Regions from separate parts of the Sus scrofa genome. Here region 1 is linked to region 2. A link is a contact called in public Hi-C data. All regions are on one chromosome and are shown on one strand. Each heading gives the region's core, a stretch centred on a gene start, on an enhancer-like site or on the middle of the called end of the contact. The rest is flanking DNA. Distances are from core to core; before and after follow the strand shown.

Region 1 (2,703 bases), core at 154-2,653, 140 kb after region 2:
AAGAAGCAATTACTCTTCTTCCGACAGGTTATTTAGAAGGGACAGGAGACACTGGATGCTCCCTGAGAGCTCAGGGCCACGGCGAGGCTGACGTGTAAGAGGGGATTATTATTAATTTTTGTAAAGCTTTTCTTCAGAAGGGCTCTGTGATTCAGCCCGCTCTGCTGTCCGGACCTGCACAGCCACTTGGAAAGCAGAAGGATCGAGTTTCTGGAAACCCACTGAACTTGTACCAAAAACCTATTTCCATTTTGTTTTCTTCTTATCTTGTTGCAGTGGTATCTGATCACTCAGTGGGGTTTTCTGAAAAAAACTGCTTTATGTTTTAGCCTTGCAAAGGTAGCTCACATTGTGATGGCTATCTTTTTGTCCCAGATCCTTCTGTGTCACTCACAGCACTAAGGAAGGAAGAAGTCCCCCCTCCCCCTCCCTGCAGCCTCGCCCCAACCTGTCATCCTTATAGAGAAACTAAGACCCTCCAGCAAAATGCCAAAAGGCCGGGCGGGGCCGCAAGGGAAAGACAAGCAAAATTTCTTCCACACAAGCCCCTCGATAATGTTGTCTTCACAACATTAAAGGAGGCCAGAACACAAAATTGCCACTAGGTCTCATGTGGCCTTGGACTCCTTCTGCCCTGGGACAGTTCTCCCAGAGAACCCTTAGTACCAGAGTTAGCCCGGAGGTGGGCATGGAAGTCAGACAGACTCAATATAGTCAGGAGATCCAGGATATAGCGGCAGACCTAAATGGGGTGGAGGGTGGGTGTTTGAGAGCAGAGGGTACCAGGAACTCCTAAAATGCAACCGGATGAGGGATTGATGTAAATGTGCAAATGTATTATTTAAAAACTGCCAAAGGCAAACACACAAAACCACGTGACATGCATAATGGCGGGAGCCCTTAATACAGCGGTTTTATGATTTAAATCTCCTTGGACATCCTTTCCTTCCTACATTAGGTCATTCACTTTTTTTTTTTTTTTTTTTTTTAATAACTGCATCCATCTCTGACAGTGCAATGACTCTAGCCAGTTTCACTTTCTGTTTCTCTGTGAGTTTCTCTCCATTCTTCTGCCCCGAAAGGAGAGGAGTCTTTCGTGGGAATCATGACACCTTCTAACCATGCCTTAGCCCGGTTCTGTTTTTCTCTAACAGTCACTGAATACTGTAATCTTGAAAATCGTAGTAACCTTTCTCCCTTTTAGCAGTGTGCTCAGAGGGCCTTTCTGGGTGTGGATGTGGAGGCATAGAAAATCTGACTTGAGATCTGATTAGTGGTTTCCCAGATGAGAAATGCAGAGATTATGATGAAATATAATTCTCCACGACAACTTCTCGGGCACACTGTGAACTCAGATTGTGCTGGGAGGGGCTGATGGACCAGCTTTCATTCCTCATGGGCATCAGAGGGAAAGAGAAGCATCCAAGGGGAAAAAGCCAAGGGTGGAACTTTAGCAAGGAGTTAAGTGGTTAATAGGAATTCAGTTTTTTTTTTTTTTTCTTTATTGGCTAATAAAACCTCTCTGGGTTTTTTTCATATTACATGGTTCCTCGCCCAATGCTTAAAAAAAGCAAAAGACGAAAACAACAACAAAAAAAGCTGGAGCCTGAAGACCCAGGCAGCCCCAGTCTTGTTTACTTTTTCATTTCCGCAGTTGTAAAAAAAAAAAAAAAATTTCCTCTGGTAGTTCAACTTTATCACACTGCGTGAGCGGGTCAGTGTTTGAACCACGCCAGTGATTCCTGCCTCCCAGGGAAAGGAAAAAGTATGCTCTGTCTCTCTGTTTCAGACAGAGGAGACCACGATGCAAATGACAGATGCATTGGGGCAAATTTTAAAATGAAAGCCTGGGGAGTGGGGGGTGTGGGATGAGAGGTGGGGTGGGTTGGAGGGGCTCTGGAATCCTGGATGCAAATATCTCTGTGTCCTTTTTATGGCCAGTGGTGCTGTTCTCCCGACAGAGCAGGATGTTCTTGTTTTTAATAATAGCCAGACCAGATGCTGAATTCTCCTCGGCAACATGCTGGATAAGTGAGAAGGCGAACAGCTGACTCCTGTTAAGATGAACACCAGGAGAATAAGCCAGAAAGTATGAGAAGTCTCTGGAGATTTTTGCTTTGTAAACCCCCGTTTGGCAGAAAGATCACAGAATCCGAGCTGAAAACACAGTGTGTCCTGCTGCACCCGTGCCTCCTCTGAGCCGCTTGTTGGAGGCCTTTGAGCCTCCTGCCTTCTGGCCATCCAGTCCTTTTCTGAGTTACCCAGAGGACAGGCTCCAAGGTCCCCCAAGAGGGAAAGTCAGAAGCCCGGAGCCCTTTGGCTTTCATTGACTATTAAAAAAAAATACTCATCAATAGAAGGAATTTTTTTTACTTGCTCCTTGCCATAGAAAATAGTGAAATCCTGAACCCGAGCCAGTAATTTAAAAATGGCATCTTTGTTCCATTTTTTTTTTCACTCCCTTTTTCCCTCTGTCAGAGTCCATCAAATCTCTGAGTTATTATTTTGTTTTAGAATACTCCACGCATGGAAGATGCTGCTTTCTTCTTGCCCAGAGCCAAAGCAGGGCTCTGTGGGGCAGGCTGACCAGAGCAGACAGGGACAGGGCTGCACATCGCTGCGGGCTCATGCCACCCAGAAGTGGCTTCCCAGAGAGCAGGGGGGTCCAGTGCTCCCTGACAGTCTCTCCCTGGGGCTCTGCTA
Region 2 (2,765 bases), core at 19-2,518:
TGCAGTAATGCAAATTAACTTTCTTTTCTTTTTTGGGCCGCATGTGTGACCTATGGAAGCTCCCAGGCTAGGGGTCAAGTCAGAGCTACACCACAGCTCACGGCCACACCGGATCTGTCACCCACTGAGCGGGGCCGGAAATCGAACCTTTGTCCTCATGCATACTGGTCAGGTTCATTACCTCGGAGCTGCAGCGGGAACTCCCAAATTAACTTCCAATCGAGGGATTCAGCCCTTCATCCTACCCAATCTTCCCATTGTCTTAAGGCCCTAATCTGGATCTAGTGGCTTTCTATTCAGCGTTCTAATCTCCATGTCTGTAGACTTTCAGTTTTCTGTAACTGGTTTAGAGTCCTGGCGGCTTCTGGTGAGTCTTAATGTTTCTAATAAATCCTCTATTCCCTAACCAGACAATTAAATCACTGAAATCCATGTAACATTTAATATGTAGTGGATGAAATATGATATATCAGTGATACTTTAAGAATAGATGATTTCATCATTCTGGCTGACAGACGACGTTAGTAGATTTACATGTGTTTCATGGTCTGATAGAACTGTTTGGGACACATGTGGCAATACGTTACCTATTAATTTTTTAGAATGTTCTCTGACACAGTTAAAAAGAAGGGCATTAATTTTAGGGTCTGGAAGACCTGGGTTCAGGTCCTGAGTTTTAATACTTATTAGTTGTGTGGTTAAATTAGTCGTGTGGTTAAATTACTAAGACACTCTGGGCTTGGGTTTCCTCATTTGTGAAATGAGGTGATAAACCCGACTGGGTAGGAGTAAATGAGACAATGTGTGTGAAGTGACTGTCACTTAATGGGTTTCTCATCAATATTCACCCTCCCGAATTTCTCTTTTCTTTCTTTTTTCTCTTGGCCAAAGTATCGTCAAAGAGTCTTAAAAACTATACATACTGAATAACAAATGATATGTGTCTTCAACATATTTTAGGCACTTACATGGTCTGGGTTGAAAAGAAAACCCATTCACTAGACCTGACAGCCAAAGACCTGTTCTGTATTAAGCCTTGTATATAACCTGTTCCACATTAAGCTATGAAAAGATGGCATTAAACTTTGCATTGCTACATATCGTTGAAGATTTGTGTTTGGATTTTATACCCTCTGTTTTCAGTAAAGGGAAAAACAATCTCTGACAAAAAAGACAAAGCCAAACACAATGAGCTTTTTAAAGCTCTGTTGCAGGAGCCGCCTGACTGAATGCTCTGGCCTGAGATTGCCGAATGTTTTATTGAGTCACTGCTTCACGCCCACCTTTTCCTGTCTTGTAACAGTTTGCAGTTTTGACTATCTGAAGTGACTAACCGTTGCAAATCTAACTGATTACAACTGTCAGTGAGTCTGGGGAGCAGCGTCTGGTATCTTCTGGAGAAAGCAAACATTCAAATCTGCTCCCAAACTCTCCCCTGTCTCCTTCCCCCCCTCCCCCGACCCCGCTCTATTCATCACCTTTAGCTCATTAATATCAAACATCAGATGTAATATTTCAATGAAGCACCCCCTCTGCTAAAAGCAAGCCTTCATATTTACATTGGGAGATGTCATGTACAGTTAGCAAAAAATAAGTCACTGTCAGGCAATTATTTCAAGATCGCTGCTAGGCAAGGATGTGTGTTGGGGGTGGGGGCAGGGAGGAGAAAAACTTTGTTCCAGAAATGATGAAATCATCACACCACAGGCACATTAAGGCCAGGACAGGAGACACTGGCTCCTGTTAAAATGATTCCCATAAGAAGCGTCCTCTTTCATCTTCTTATTGTAGTGCAGTTAAGCAAATGAAATGCTCAAGCCCTGGGAAGTAAATAGCATCATCAACAGTGATTTACTATTGTTCTCTCACGGGGTCGTGACCTCATCCTAAATAAAGACTTCTAAAATTGTCTGCTTGGATGTGTTCCTGAGGTTGGAGAAAACTGAAAGGAACGAGAACCCTCTTCAAGCATCCAGAGCTTTTGTTTTCATTACAGCTCTTGCTACTGAGCAACTCTTTTTTTTGTTTTTTTTTTTTGGAATTGAAGCTTCCCCCCCTGCCCAGTTTGGCCAAGAAGATGCTGTTCTTAGTACTCGATGAGCTTGGTAACTTCCCCAAGTGGCTATCAGAGGGTTTCTCCTTAGACTAAGGAGTCCTGACTCCTGTCTTTTGCTACTGTTACCTCTTCAGAGATGCTTTTCTTTTCTTTCTTTCTTTTTTTTTTTTTTTGTCTTTTTGACTTTTCTAGGGCCTCTCCCGCGGCATATGGAGGTTCCCAGGCTAGGGATCCAATTGGATCTATAGCCACCGGCCTACGCCAGAGCCACAGCAACGCAGGATCCGAGCCGCCTCTGCAACCTACACCACAGCTCACGGCCACGCCGGATCCTGAACCCACTGAGCAAGGCCAGGGATCGAACCCACAACCTCATGGTTCCTAGTCGGATTCGTTAACCACTGCGCCACGACGGGAACTTCGAGGCTTTCTTTTTTTTAGTTAAATAATTTTTTTTTCTATTATGGTTGATTTATTTTGTTCTGTCAATTTCCTCTGTACAGCAAAGTGACCCCGTCACATAGACATATATACACTGCTTTTGTCACATCATCCTCAATCAGGTTCCCTCACAAGTGACTAGATATAGTTCCCTGTGCTGTACAGCAGGATCTCTTCAGAGATGCTTAAATGCAACGTGGATAACTGGACTGTTCTTTTATCACCGATACTGTCTTTTTATATTCACTGTGGATTTTCCCTTTCTATC

The links. A called contact is a pair of places that touch in the nucleus more often than the background predicts.
Region 1: a contact with region 2 is called in a Hi-C map of embryonic fibroblasts, with 1.8 times the contacts expected there. The contact joins two enhancer-like sites. A contact is called at or near these places in 2 of 47 Hi-C or Micro-C datasets (embryonic fibroblasts and fibroblasts) and 1 of 2 datasets of contacts at active chromatin or transcription factors (alveolar macrophages).

The regions. Positions count from the first base shown.
Region 1 is chr7:40,356,553-40,359,255 of Sscrofa11.1, forward strand. No RefSeq gene overlaps it. Among named protein-coding and RNA genes, the nearest start is that of SUPT3H, 200 kb to the left of the region's middle. Within about 2 kb of position 1,404, at least 34 of the 83 cell types and tissues checked have an H3K27ac peak or open chromatin away from gene starts, as enhancers often do. A contact at or near this core is called in alveolar macrophages and embryonic fibroblasts, where this site is marked.
Region 2 is chr7:40,219,858-40,222,622 of Sscrofa11.1, forward strand. The region is part of intron 4 of RUNX2 (runt-related transcription factor 2); the gene reads left to right. Among named protein-coding and RNA genes, the nearest start is that of SUPT3H, 60 kb to the left of the region's middle. Within about 2 kb of position 1,269, at least 18 of the 83 cell types and tissues checked have an H3K27ac peak or open chromatin away from gene starts, as enhancers often do. A contact at or near this core is called in alveolar macrophages and embryonic fibroblasts, where this site is marked.